Regions from separate parts of the Mus musculus genome. Here region 1 is linked to region 2. A link is a contact called in public HiChIP or PLAC-seq data. All regions are on one chromosome and are shown on one strand. The core of a region is the stretch at or near the end of the contact, and the rest is flanking DNA. Distances in the headings are between cores, read along the strand shown. Region 1 holds the start of Bace1 (beta-site APP cleaving enzyme 1). Region 2 has its middle 18 kb from the start of Tmprss13.

Region 1 (7,401 bases), core at 2,943-5,442, 540 kb after region 2:
GGCCAGAGCCCTACAGTGACAGAGCAAGGTAAACACAGTCTAGTGCTCTGAAGTTCCTCTGCTCAGCACTGCAGCGGCATTTCCACAGACCCATATGAGCAGGAGAGCCAGGATGCTGAGGGTATTTAGGGTGCTTCCAGGCCTACAGACACGCTGCATACTTAGGGGAAACTTCTCCAGTTGTGGGTCGTCCCCCACCGATATGTTTCATTAGGGAGGTTTTCTTTAATATAAGATGGTGAAAATATTCTATTTTTCCTCCAGTTCATTTTTTATTTATTTTATTTTATTTTATTTATTTATTTATTTATTTATTTATTTTGTTTTTCGAGACAGGGTTTCTCTGTATAGCCCTGGCTGTCCTGGAACTCACTTTGTAGACCAGACTGGCCTCGAACTCAGAAATCCGCCTGCCTCTGCCTCCCAAGTGCTGGGATTAAAGGCGTGTGCCACCATGCCCGACCTCTGTTCATTTTTTAATGTTAAGCTCCTTAGTATATCTGGAGCTTATTTTTTGGATGAAATGTAGATTTGGCTTTCTCTCCTTCCATGTGAATTGTAAGTGTCCAAATGGCAGCTATTGGATAACACATCTATTTTTCTCCAATATGCATGTTATCTTTATACACACCCCACTCCCACATATACATTAATCTATCCACTGCTGTTTCTGTTTCTAGTGTCAGGGCTCAACGTCAGGCTTTTATGTGTGTCAGGTAGGTGTTTTGCCATTAAACTACAGCCTAGGATTTTATTTTTATTTTATTTTATTTTATTTTATTTTATTTTATTGAGATAGAGTCTTGCTAAATCAGACTAGCCTTGAGTTCATTCTATAACCTAGGCTGCTCTTGAACTCTAGATCCTCCTGCCTCAGCCATCCATATGCCTGGGGATACAAGCTTCGCCACCACGCCTTGCTTTATCTATGTAGCTAACAGTGGCCTTGAACTCCTGGTCCTCTTCTCTGCCCCTCCCAAATGCTGAAATCAATTTTTCTCACCTTACTGAATTGACCAGGCTTTGTAGACTCTGTCGGGGAGAGGGCTGAGGATGCCTGGCATGGCAGCGGCTCACGCCTGCAATCCCACCTGGTACTCGGGAGGCAGAAGTAGGAGAGTCGCTGAAGATTTGAAGCCAGCGAGGCTCCAGAATGAGTTGCAGGACAGCCAGGGCTATAGAATGAGATATTGGAAAGAGCAAGTGAGAATGACCCCCCCCCCCCTTTCTTGATTAACTTCACTGGTAACACACCTGTTTTCTCCTTTTTGGGTGCTGGGGTTGCACAGAGAGCTTTATACCTGCTGTACCTACATGCTTTACCACAGAGCCACACCCCCAGCCCTCAGCTTCTTTTTTTTTGGTGGGGGGGGGGGGTGTGCAGCGAACTTTATTGATGGTATTCAAGAGAGTAGGGAGGGCTCCCTAGGCCCCTCCTGTTATTATGGGCGTCTGGGGTGGAAATTGTGAGGGAGATGCTCAGTGTTGGGGCCAAGTTGGGATAGGGACTCCTCAGCAACAGAGGGCCTCTCTCTTGCTCTCAGTGTCCTTGCTGGGGTGGGTGGTCCAGGGTTTCTTACTCCTTGGAGGCCATGTAGGTCATGAGGTCCACCACCCTGTTGCTGTAGCCGTGTTCATTGTCACACCAGGAAATGAGCTTGACAAAGTTGTCATTGAGAGCAGTGCCAGCCCCGGAATCAAAGGTGGAGGAGTGGGAGTTGCTGTTGAAGTTGCAGGAGACAACCTGATCCTCAATGTAGCCCAAGATGCCCTTTAGAGGGCCCTCAGATGCCTGCTTCACCACCTTCTTGATGTCATCATACTTGGCAGGTTTCTCCAAGCGGCATGTCAGATCCACGATGGACACATTGAAGGTAGGAACACGGAAGGCCATGTCAGTGAGCTTCCCATTCAGCTCTGGGATGACCTTGCCCACAGCCTTGGCAGCATCAGTGGATGCAGGGATGATTTTCTGGGCAGCCCCACAGCCATCACGCCACAGCTTTCCAGAGGGGCCATTCACAGTCTTCTGGGTGGCAATGATGGCATGAACCGTGGTCATGAGCCCTTCCACAATGCCAAAGTTGTCATGGATGACTTGGCCAGGGGGGCTAAGCAGTTGGTGGTGCAGGATGCATTGCTGACAATCTTGAGTGAGTTGTCATATTTCTCATGGTTCACATCCATCACAAACATGAGGGCATTGGCAGAAGGGATGGAGATGATGACCCTTTTGGCTCCACCCTTCAAGTGGGCCCCGGCCTTCTCCATGGTGGTGAAGACGCCAGTAGACTCCACAACATACTCAGCACAGGCCTTACCCCATTTGATGTTAGCGGGGTCTCGCTCCTGTAAGATCGTGATGGGCTTCCCATTGATGACAAGCTTCCCATTCTCAGCCTTGACTGTGCCATTGAATTTGCCGTGGGTGGAGTCAGACTGGAACACGTAGACCATGTAGTTGAGGTCAATGAAGGGGTCGTTGATGGCAACAATCTCCACTTTGCCATGTGGAGAGCAGATGGCAGCCCTGGTGACCAGGCGCCCAATACGGCCAAATCCGTTCACACCAACCTTCACCATTTTGTTTACGGGACGAGCCAGGCACTGCACAAGAAGAAGCGTCTGTCTCTGGAACAGGGAGGAGCAGAGAGCCCCTCAGCTTCTTTATTTAAGATGTTTCCTTCTAGTTTACCTTTTTTTTTCCTAATCAGAATGACTGCTGTATTTTATCGAGGGCTTTCCACCTCTGATAAATGATATGATGACACAGTCACACAGTTTTAAGCTATCAGGGCCCCAAAGCTCTTCATCTCAATGAGTATGCTGGAATGTCTCCCAGTGATATACCAATTTGAGAGCAACTGATCCTCACTCTGACTGATGGGAAGTAATCAGATGGGTCATGAGGATTCGTGACAGGAAACCATCAAAGACACAAACGGGCCGGGGGGTGGTGGCACACGCCTTTAATCCCAGCACTTGGGAGGTAGAGGCAGGCGGATTTCTGAGTTCGAGGCCAGCCTGGTCTACAGAGTGAGTTCCAGGACAGCCAGGGCTATACAGAGAAACCCTGTCTCCAAAACAAACAAACAAAAGAAAGACAAAGGGATTCAGGCATAGAAGAGGTGGCCACCTCATAGCTGGGGCAGGTTAAATGCTCTGAACAGAAGAGGCGGCAGGTCTCCCTGTCGGATCCCAGTGACTGGTTTGTTGACTGGAATACTCTCGTCCCTTTCACCTTGCTCCTCCAGCCTCTGCTCCTGAAAACACTTCCAATTTTAAGGTCACCTCTTCTAGATTGCCCATTTTTTGTTTCTTTTTTGAGGCAGAGTTTCTCTATGCAGTCCTGGCTGTCCTAGAACTACCTATGTAGAACAAACTGCCCTTGAATTTACAGAAATTCTCCTGCTGAGATTAAAGGCAGGTGCCTCAACATCCGGGGTATACCCCCAAATTTTGTTTTATTTTATTTTATTTATTGATTTTTATTTTATTCTTTTTTTTCTTTTTTTTTTTTTTTTTTTTTTTTTTTTTGGTTTTCGAGACAGGGCTTCTCTGTGTAGCCCTGGCTGTCCTGGAACTCACTCTGTAGACCAGGCTGGCCTGGAACTCAGAAATCCGCCTGCCTCTACCTCCTAAGTGCTGGGATTAAAGGCGTGCGCCACCACGCCCAGCTCTATTTATTGGTTTTTTGAGGCAGGTTTCCAGCTTACCCCAAAATTCTTAACATCACACTGTGGCAAGAATCACAGTTCTCCCCGGTTAATCTCTTTTTGGGATCTGTGCTTCTTTTTCTACTCCTGTGCAGGGGTAAAGTGGCTGGCATGCATGACAGGGTGCGCACGGGGGTGTGGGGGGGTGTTAACCAATGCTGATTCAGGAAAGTGAGGCAGGAGAATTGCATCAAAGTTGAAGCTAGCCTAGACTACACTGTATGTTTGCAGGACCCTGTACCCTAAATAAATAAATAAATAAATAAATAAATAAATAAATAAATAATGAAAGAAGGACTAGCAGATGAGAAGTGTATGATATTGGTTCCTTCTTGCTCTGCTAGAGCTAAGGAAATGCTTTCCCGCTAGGGTCTTGCAGAGTGAACTCCATCTCGGCAGAGGGCATCCCAGACCCCTTTCAGCTCCGGAAGCTGGGCTGTCTGCCATGGGAAGACTACACTTCCCAGAGATCCCAGGGAAAAGCAAAAACCCTTTGGCTTTGACAGCCACCGCCACAAGCCTTTCCGCCTCCCCAGCCTGCCTAGGTGCTGGGAGCTGGGAGCTGGATTATGGTGGCCTGAGCAGCCGACGCAGCCGTAGGAGCCCGGAGTCCCTGTCGGTCCCCAAGCTGCAAAGCCCGCCTGGAAGACCCCGAAAGCTACGGGCTCGGATAGCCATGCCCGCCCCTCCCAGCCCCACAAGGGGCCCGATCCCCCCGCTGGCGGCCGGCGTCCAGATGTAGCTGGGTCCCCTGGATCGCCATCGTCGTCTCCTCTCGTGCGCTACGGATTTCTCCTGCCCACTCTCCGCCGCCTGGACCGGGAACTGAGCGAGGGGCCTGCAGACTCTGCAGTCCTGATGCCGCCGAGGCCGCTCTCCTGAGAGAAGCCACCACCACCCAGACTTAGGGGCAGGCAAGAGGGACAGTCACCAACCGGACCACAAGGCCCGGGCTCACTATGGCCCCAGCGCTGCACTGGCTCCTGCTATGGGTGGGCTCGGGAATGCTGCCTGCCCAGGGAACCCATCTCGGCATCCGGCTGCCCCTTCGCAGCGGCCTGGCAGGGCCACCCCTGGGCCTGAGGCTGCCCCGGGAGACCGACGAGGAATCGGAGGAGCCTGGCCGGAGAGGCAGCTTTGTGGAGATGGTGGACAACCTGAGGGGAAAGTCCGGCCAGGGCTACTATGTGGAGATGACCGTAGGCAGCCCCCCACAGACGGTAAGGTGGTCAGATCTAGCAACCCTCCTTCATGCATGGTAGAGGGGTGATAGGGTAGAGATGAAGCAGCCTGCCCTGATAAAATGGTTTGTTTAGTGGGTGCAGAATGACCGCCCGCTCCTATTCCTCCAGGATCCGGTTGGGAGTAGCCTTTCCATTTCCCGCCCCCTCTCACTGGCATCCAAGCCCCAGGACTGACTACTCACCTCTCACTCCCACTGCCCCATCCCCCCACGCCCAAGAAAGCACTTCAGTGGTGGCTGACCCTGGGGAAGGGCCAGGCACGGGGACACTGTAACAGGTGTCAGTGGCCGGAGTCTCTCATATTCCATCTCCACACTCTCCCCTACTCTAGTGTTGCGGGGGGGGGGGGGGTATCTAAGATCCCCACCTTCATCTTCTTGAGAACCCAAAATCCTGGCACCAGTTGGATCAATCAGCCCCTTACTCTAAGTCTGGGCTGCCATAAGCCAACAAAGTGAGAGTCTTAGTAACATCCATGTAGCCTCCAAGTCCCAATAGACTCTGGCTTCCCCTAGTCCCTTCCTCCTTTATCCCAACCCCCACTCTCTACACTCTAGCTCCTCCCCCACCCATGCCTCAGAACATGGCCAGAAGAGAGCTGTACTGAGTCTGAGAAAGATAAGCCTAGGGGAGCCAGAAACCCCTTGCAAGGGTTCTGAGACGGATGGGCACACAGCCATGGGAAGGGACTTCTCCCTGTCTTTTCCCGTCTTTTCCAACAGTTTCCAAGGTACCTGGGGTGGCTGGTGGAGGTTGTGTCCTCTACCTGTGCTGACTGGGAGTGTGGGCTTGAGTCAGCTATGGCCCATGTGGGGTTGCTGGCTGACCTCTCTGAGTGCATCTGCCACCTCCGTGGGCGAGTCTGGGTACTGGTTGGTGGCAGTGTGATTCTGCGTGTGCTTCTGTGTGTCACCTTGAGTCTGATCCTGTGTATCTCTGTGAGCTACCCTCAGTGGCTCCGGACCGTGTCCACAAAGCTTGTCCACGGAGGGTGTGGAAAGATGGGAGTGTGTGCGCTGGGGTCAGGGAGGAGACAGTCACACTTCCTTTCACTCAGGCAGTTGGATATGGGAGAACCACAGACCCCTGCTTTCTTGTTACTTGCTGGGTCTATACCACTCAAGCTTGCTTTGGGAGCTCTGAAGTCCTGGTCTCCCCCACTCACCCCTCCTCTTTGCTGTACACCATAACTTCCCAGAAGTCGTATGGAATCCGGGGGTCGGAGCCAAGTCAGAGCTAGAGTTCAGTCTGAGCCAAGAGAAGGTAAGATGTCAGGGAAGGGGACATGTGGAGACGTGGGACTCTAGTGACGTGCTGTGCAACTGCACAGATCTGTGATAAAGCCACAAGGACTTTAGGGTCAGACAGGCTAGAATCTGGGGGTCTGCCTAGCACCCTAGCCTTCCCTTTTCCCAGCAGTGTGACCTTAAGCAACTTATATAACTCTTGTTGGCTATTGCCTTCTCTTCAAAACATGGGAAATGGGGCCTCCTTTGCAAGACAATTGTGAGGATTAAATGAAACCACGTAGGGGACCATGCCTAGAAGAAATCCCTGGGTTAATTGACCTCCAATAAATATTACCTCCTTCTCCTTAACTGGCCTGGCCACTTCTGCCTCTTCTGTGCTATGCAATGAAGCATAAAATCTGGACCGTGTTGAGTATATTTAGTACATACTTCCCTGGTCCCCTGAGATGCAATGTAGGTGCTCCAGCCCAGCCCTTGGCAGAGAGTAGCTGTTGAGGGCTAGTCAGTGCCCTCCCCTCCCAGCTAGAAGTCAGAGCAGGGGGCTGGAGGTCACACACTAGCCCTGGGAACCCTGAGTAGAGGCACTCTGTGGTTGCACGTGCCTCTGATCCCGACCCTGTTCCAGCCAGCCTCGGCTCTGTGGCTATTTTGTTCCTTCCCTCAGCAGCCTGTGAGAAGGATGAGCCTTCTTCTTACCCAACGGGGCTATCAGAAGCAGTGAAATGGGATGGAGGGTGGCAGAGTTCTATGAACACAAACCTCTGGAATTTGGAGGGTTACTGCCCATGCTTGGTGGTCTAATCTACAAAACAATGGAAGACACACCTCTGCATGAAAGGCTTTAAAAAGGAAGTAAAATGTAAGTACTCCTTTGACAAAAGTGATGCTCTGTAGATTCTTATCTTTAGAACCCGCTAAACATGTAAATTCTCATGATCCCACCCCAGAGTCTGGGAGTCTGCAGGTCTTAAGGCTGAGAAGCACCGATCTATGAGGAGAAATAATGATGCCAAAGGTAGAGTTGGCTCAAGGGACTTGATGGAGTATGTGTTCATTGAGTGAGGTCCTGGAGGGTGGAAAGGAATGGGGCCATCCTAGCCAGGACCTGGCGCTTCTCCCAACACACCGTAATTGCTTCTCACTTGCTCCCCACTCTGGCCCAGAGACTATGAGAAACGAGAGACGAATGAG
Region 2 (6,883 bases), core at 1,769-4,268:
CGGGGGAGAGCTCTTTGCCTTGTTTTGGAGAGTGACAGCCTAAAAACCATTACGAGTACATTCTTCAAGCTTTTTGCTCGCTGTGAATCATTTCTGCAGAATCTTTATCTCTGAAAAGTCACAAACCCAAGGTGCAAGTTTGACAAGCTGAAAGCCAGGCCCCAGAGTGAGGTTAAATAATCAAGATCATGTCACAGTGGCCAGCGGCTGCTTTCCCGGTGCCTCCTCTCCCTGCTTCACCCTGCCAGGCTTGGCTGCCCCAGTACTTGTGACATTTTGGTCTGGCTGACTCTGCTGTGAGTGGCTGTCTCAGACACAGTGGGTTGATCTGCTGCATCCTAGCCTGACTTCCCTGCTGCTACCATTACTCCTACCAGCAGTTATGACTGTGAGAACCCAGAGCAGACTGTAGCTCAGACCACAATACCCACTGCAGCTCCTCTCCTCTCCCACACACTGACAGGCGCCCTACTGAGGGGACTTGGGGTCTACGGTTAACATATTTCCAGGTGCCAGGTTCCTCTCCTATGGAGTGTACATCACAGTGGGTATTGGTGACCCACACCCTGCTCCCCGCTCTCTCCCCAGCCTCCTGCCTGGGAATCAAAGTGCCCTGTCCAGAAACCACCACATCCTCACAAGAGATCCTACTTCTGCCATGTGAACCCAGATTCCTCTTTTCAGATCCTCTGCCATGTTGTCTGTCCCTGATTCGGGGGGGGGGGGCTGAACTCTGCTCAAAGTTCCCATAATGCTGTTGCCCGTCTGTCTCTCCAAGGAGTTAATAATTCTTCTAATAAACGTTTTACCTCCAATACTTGGTGCCAGTGCCCCCTTGAGCCTCATATTCATGTCAATCAAAACTGTCTCCAGAAACTGACCAGAGCCCCTTTAATAGAGAACCATCGGTTTATGCTGTCAGGTTTCTTTCTGTTTTCAACACAGGAATAGCTATGATGGGAATTGAAAGAAACAAGGAAGTATTTTCCATTCACACCTGGATGTTGGCATCGGGGGTTGGACAAGCATCCACCTTAAAATTCACCCAAGTGTTTCACGTGTGGTTCAGGTGCCAGCGCAGAGTCAAACCCTCCTCGCCCTCTTCAGAACCCTCTGATCTTCAGCAAGTTACTGGGTATCTTCTAGCCTCTCTCAACTATCAAGAGGGCATCACAGTGATACCTGGGGTCCAGGGCAGCCTGAGATACCCAAAGGCCAATCCTAAAGGGCACAGTGAGTGCACTGAAGGTTAATCCAAGAAATCAGCCATTCTCCAGTAACAGGCCTGGAAGAACTAGGTATCTCCTGACCTGACTATCAAACTGGCTGGGAGTGAGAGAGTACTTGTTTCCCAGAAAGACACTCACAGCTTCTCAGATCACCTCATGAAACGGAATGAAGCCCAGACAATAATGGATCAGTGGGCGTTCTGACCAGGACTGCTTAGATATGCAAGTTCCTAGCCCTCTGTTTAAATTTCAATTTCACTTTAGGGTTCTGAGATGGACTTGAAGTGGTCACTGGATCTGCCTCTTCCCAATGTGACCACAATGAGCAAATCTCCTTTCTGGTTCTCTCTATTGGTCTGGTTGGGTAGATCTATTTATCTATTGTCTTCTTGGGGTAGAGACTGTGACAGGACTGTGACCCCCCCCCATCTTTTGGTAGCAGTCCCTGCTCTTTGAGAGTCCCAGGAGATGAGCTCAGCTCGGCCCCGGAGGTGATGTCATCTGAGTCTTCTCCGGAGGGACTTCCAAGGGAGCCCTGTGTGAGTTCACTCTGCACTTCTGTTTTCAAACAGCTGCTCTCTGCTCCGGTCTCTGGGTGCCACTCTCAGTTCTCTCTTTGATTCCCACCCAAACCAACAGAGAAGCCAAGTGAAAGAGTAAAAACTCCCTTATGTATGTAATCAATCCACTGAAAACGAAGGTCCAAGGAGAAGCCAGCGTGCCTGTCTCGGGGACCTACACTCCAGCATACACAAGGACATTGCTACCTTTAAAGTCATGTTGACCACCTTGCCCCAAGGGTCTCATGGTAGCGCATCAACCCCAAAGGGACTCACTGTTCACTTCTTCCCCCTCCGTCCTCACTGTTCTCATTGGTTTGTTTTTCTAAGTGTATGAGTGCCTGGCCTGCATGTATGTCTAGTGGGCGTAATGCCCACAGAGGCCACAAGAGGGTGCCAGAGCTCCTGGAACTGGAGTTATGAACAGTTGTGGGCCACCGTATGGCTGCTGGGAATGGAACCTGGGTCTTCTGTAAGAACAAGTGCTCTTGAGCACTAAGCCATCTCTCCAGCCCCCTCTTTGTTGTCTTCCTCTGAAACCTTCTTACCATTCCCATCACCACATAGATTCTTCTACTTTCAGCTAACCACTTTGTTTCCTCTGGATCATTCATTGTTACATCCATTAGTTAATTTGTGAGTCCTCACCTGCCTCCCTCTGTCACATCTCCTGAGAGCATGGCTCTTGCCAATCTGCATACCCCAGGACACCCAAACAGATATGTGCCACCAGGACACTCTAATTTGGTCTAGTGTGGTATACCAAGTGGTACAGAAAAGGGGGACACATGAAGAGGATGCAGATCTAGAGGCAACATTGGGAAGCATTAAGTCTCAGGGACCTGAAGAGTGGCATCGGCTTCCCCAACACCTCACTGGCAAAGCACTGAATTAATTTAGAAAGGATCCCTTAGAGAACTCCGAAAAGTCCGTGAAGATGACAAGATGATGTTTCTTCAAGAGGATGCTCAGGGAAAAGGTCAAAGTGAGAAAATTATAGAGGAAGTGGACTGGGAAGAGGGGTGTCTCGTACTGGGAGCTACAGGGTATGAGGCAACTGAGGAAAACCGGTACTGGGGGTAGCCAGGAGGTGGAAGGAGCAGAGAGCTTTTCCGAATGCTGTCACTAGGTGGCGCCCGAAGACAGAAACTGGAAGGCAGGACATTCACGCGAGCGTGCAGATTCTCCAAGTCACTTCCCCGGAAATGACTCAGCAGGGATGACTTCAGCAGGTGGGGTTCTTCCGCTTGCGACCCAGGCTGCACGACGTTACATCAGGCACTGGGTGCAGAGGAAGTGGGCTTCTCATTTCATTCACGGAGTACCCACTCTTCACTCATCATCAGTCCAGTCCGGGTTCTTTTGTATCTGGGCAATGTCGTGAGAGCATCTGACTGATCCCTGCACGGAACAACGTGAAGTAAATGGATGACAGAGTGGAAAACACTCTAAGCCAGCCCAGCCCAGCCTCGCTCACAGTTCTAGCGCATGCTCTCTCTCCTCTGAAACCAGGCATCACTAGTCAACTTCACCCTGTGCCTGGCATTTATGACACACTGCCCTACAGACTGAGTCCATATCTTATCTCCCTGACTGTGGAATGTAGCATGTGCTGGTCATATCTCATTAATCACTTTTATCTCATGAACATCCCTCCCCAACACTCAGCATAATATCTGGACCACTGGCCTGTTTGGTAAAGATCTGATGATGATGGTGGTGATAATAAAGGGGGAGGAGGAAGAAGCAGAGGATGGAGGAGGAAGAGGAAGAAGAGGAGGAGGAGGTGGAGGAAGAAGAAACCATAGGCCATCGCCAATGAGGTAGTTACTTGCCTAGCAAGTCCTACACATCATAGATATTAACGATGACAAAGGTCACTGGAGCAGGGAGGGGAGGTGCCTGGGCTGGCTGTGAGGGTACTCAGCAGCTCTACTCCCAGCATCATATCTTAGGCAGGAAGTGGTACAGAGAATCCCCATAGCAAGGCCTTTACCACCCCCATTGCTAACAGAGCAGTTTGGGTCCTACTGGACTACGACTCCATCATTATATCCTACTGGGCTGCAGTCTCGTAATAGAGGAATGCAAGGCCTAAAAATCAGTATTGAGACGTCCAAGATACCTGCCATCTGTGCAACACTGAGTCTGCACCTCTGTCTACACAGTAGCTGTTGTGCTTTATAAAAGAGAGCCAGGATATGTTTGATAGAACCAAGTATGGTACAGTGGGAGGGGGCCTTGGTGGGCCTGTGCTGTGACATCCCTTCTCTCTGAGGTACCAGCCATAGGACAGGTATAGTGTGGACAGAGTTTATTTATGCGTGGGAAGGGGGGTTGGGAAGGGAGTAGAGACAGAGAAAGACAGGGGGTAGAGGGAGAAGGAGAAAGGGGTCAGCGAGAGAAGAGAGTCAGGGGTGGGGGCAGAGTGAGCAAGGAGCGACCAAACAAAGTCTTTAAGAACAAGCCAGGCCTACCTGGCTGTTGCTAGGTAACTGTTGGGCGGAGCCTAGAAGGAATGCTAACAGGGGCCATGCCACTGTACCCCATTGTGTACTTTCCAGTTCAAGGCGAGGGTAGGCGGTGTGAATGTGCATGCTGATAGCTGACCAGGGCCAGAGGGGGAAGGAGGAGGTGGTTACCAAAAATACCCGGATACAAGGCTTGCTCAAGCCCAGCCGTCTGTACAGGCAGCTTCCTAAGTTTGAGGCTGGAGATCTCATCCTTTACCAATCCGATGCCATCTTTTGGGCTTACTTTACTATTAAAACGGATAATGAGGCAGAGACAGGCGGATTTCTGAGTTCGAGGTCAGCCTGGTCTACCAAATGAATTTCAGGACAGCCAGGGCTATACAGAGAAACCCTGTCTTGAAAAAAAAAACAAAAAACAAAAAAAAAAAAACAAAACAAAAACAAAAACAAAAACAAAAACAAAAAACAAAAAAAAAACCAAAAACCTGATAATGAGATTCAATAAGGAAAGCTAAAGTGGACCTGGCCTCTGTCCTTGCTGAGGCTTTGGTCGTCCTTAGCTATGTAGTTAGAGACAGTCTGAGCTACATGACTCTGTCTCGAAATTACCACATACCGTGAAGTACATAGTTGTGGCTATGGTAAGTGCTTCACGGGAGAGGCATCTGCCACATGAAGGCGTGTTGTAGGAAGATTTAGACAGGACAGGGCCCCCTTCGACCCCACAGAACTCGGAAATTGTATAGAAACAGGTGTCTGTGCCAAGCCATATATGGCCTCAATGGAGCCCACCTGTTGCCACACTGATCTATGTCCCTGGAGGAGCAAACTGACAAACCTCCTTGTAACTGATCTTTGAAGATGTCCTGTCCAGAGGGCAGCTAGACAGAAAAGATCTACATGCTAAGTATTTAACAGCCAGACACTCAACTTGTAGTCCACAACTCACCGTTCATGCATTCCGCCATCTTAAGTGGGAAAAGACATATGAGATGAACAACTTGTCCCAGTTCCTGGGACTGTCCCCGTGTCAGCATTGAAAGCACCATCTTCTAGTGAGTTCTTCTGAGTTTTTTTGAGACCGGTCTCTGTAATTCAAGCTGGTCTGAAACTCACTATGTAGCCTAGGTTAGCCCCCCAAACTTGAGATCCTCCTGCCTCCACCTCTTAAGAGCTGGAATCATGGACATGTACCACCATGCCTGGCCATCATCAAGTTATTGAATGTTGCCAGGTGATACTCTGCGAGGCTGGGACTAGGATCCATTGTCCTAGGTCATCTCTGTGTCTGGTGGCACCTTCATGCACAGAATCCTAGTTCATTTACTGCCTGGTTCCAGGCCTAGGCTGAGTAGCTATTCTTACAGGTGACATGGCATAGGCTTCTCTGTTCTTTTCCTCTCCTTTGCTTCTCATTTGATCTTTCTACCTCGGGTTGCTGATATGCCCAACCCTGACTCCTTTTGTCAGTGCTCCCTAGGCCCAGTTCAGTCAAAAATGTCTCCAGTTCAGTCAAAAATGTCTCACCTCTGGCCAGAGCATCCCCTGACAGCCCCTCTGACACCTCACAAGCGAAATGTTTGGGGTGGTGTCTGCGATAGTGCATAGCCTAGAGAGATGGCTCAGCAGTGGAGAGCATTGCCGCTCATCCAGAGGATCTGATTCCTAGCCCCTCATCAAGGGCCTAGTGGATATGTAGGTAGCACAACAGATTTAGAAAACAGTTCCGTGGGTTGATGAGCCTCCCACAACTCCAGCTTCAGGGGATCGCACTGTTTTCTGGCTTTTGTGAGCACCCAAACATATACAGCATGTTTGCACACCTACAAATTATACACATACACATACACACACACACACACACACACACACACACACACACACACACACACACACACACATATATACACATATACATTAGAAAAGGTCTTTGGAGACATATCCCAGTGCCGTGTTCAGGTACCCCTCCTTACTTTCTTCAGCGAGACATTTTTCAGTTGACCTGAGTGTCTGTAGGTTCTGCCATAAAACCTGTGGCTGCTTGAAAAACCCTCCTTTCAGTCCAGTCTTGGAGTTAGAGGTTGGGGTTCGGCTTGCTCCATACCAGGCCTCTACTCCACCTACACTATAGGATACCATTTCTAAACCATCTCAGTGCTGAGGAGGGCTAAACTCAGAACACGGAAGAATGTTCCAGATTATTCTAGGGCTCCCCAACCAAGAGCTCCAGTCCTGGTTCAGTCAGTCCGTGCTTGAAAAAAACAATAAAGTACTTTACTGGACCAAAGAATGTCTTTCCAACAAATGATGGCCCAATAATAAATACTGAGGATGAAAAAAAAATGGCCTTTACCTTACCCCATACATAAGCAGTAACCTACACTAGACCGTTGTGTGATTGATAGTGACAGTCACCTTGACTAGAATCGTCTGGGCCACAAGCTTTTGGGCACTCTGGTGAACATTGCCTAGATTAGATCAGCTTCCAGTTTAGGGACAATCTAGAAAAGGTTAACTGAGGTGGAAGACTCCCCCATGTGTGTAGCATGGGCTGGGGTCATCAGCTGAGGAAAGGAGGAAAATGACCAGGGCGCTCGCCATTCTCTCCTGACAGGTGCCG

The links. HiChIP or PLAC-seq counts read pairs in DNA pulled down with a chosen protein or histone mark.
Region 1: an H3K27ac HiChIP or PLAC-seq map of differentiating embryonic stem cells shows a contact between it and region 2, with 4 times the contacts expected there. The contact joins the promoter of Bace1 here to the enhancer-like site in region 2. A contact is called at or near these places in 4 of 39 promoter capture datasets (cranial neural crest, frontonasal cranial neural crest, hippocampal neurons and 1 more), 3 of 484 Hi-C or Micro-C datasets (cortical neurons and embryonic stem cells), 11 of 115 datasets of contacts at active chromatin or transcription factors (differentiating embryonic stem cells, embryonic basal ganglia, embryonic forebrain and 7 more) and 1 of 9 other capture datasets (embryonic stem cells).

What each region holds. Positions count from the first base shown.
Region 1 is chr9:45,834,353-45,841,753 of GRCm38.p6, forward strand. Bace1 (beta-site APP cleaving enzyme 1) reads left to right here and starts at 4,193. Exons shown (of 9, transcript NM_011792.6): 1 at 4,193-4,936. The coding sequence starts at 4,676. It also overlaps the pseudogene Gm7286.
Region 2 is chr9:45,297,638-45,304,520 of GRCm38.p6, forward strand. No RefSeq gene overlaps it. Among named protein-coding and RNA genes, the nearest start is that of Tmprss13, 18 kb to the right of the region's middle. Within about 2 kb of position 3,019, at least 318 of the 459 cell types and tissues checked have an H3K27ac peak or open chromatin away from gene starts, as enhancers often do. A contact at or near this core is called in cortical neurons, differentiating embryonic stem cells, forebrain and 1 more, where this site is marked.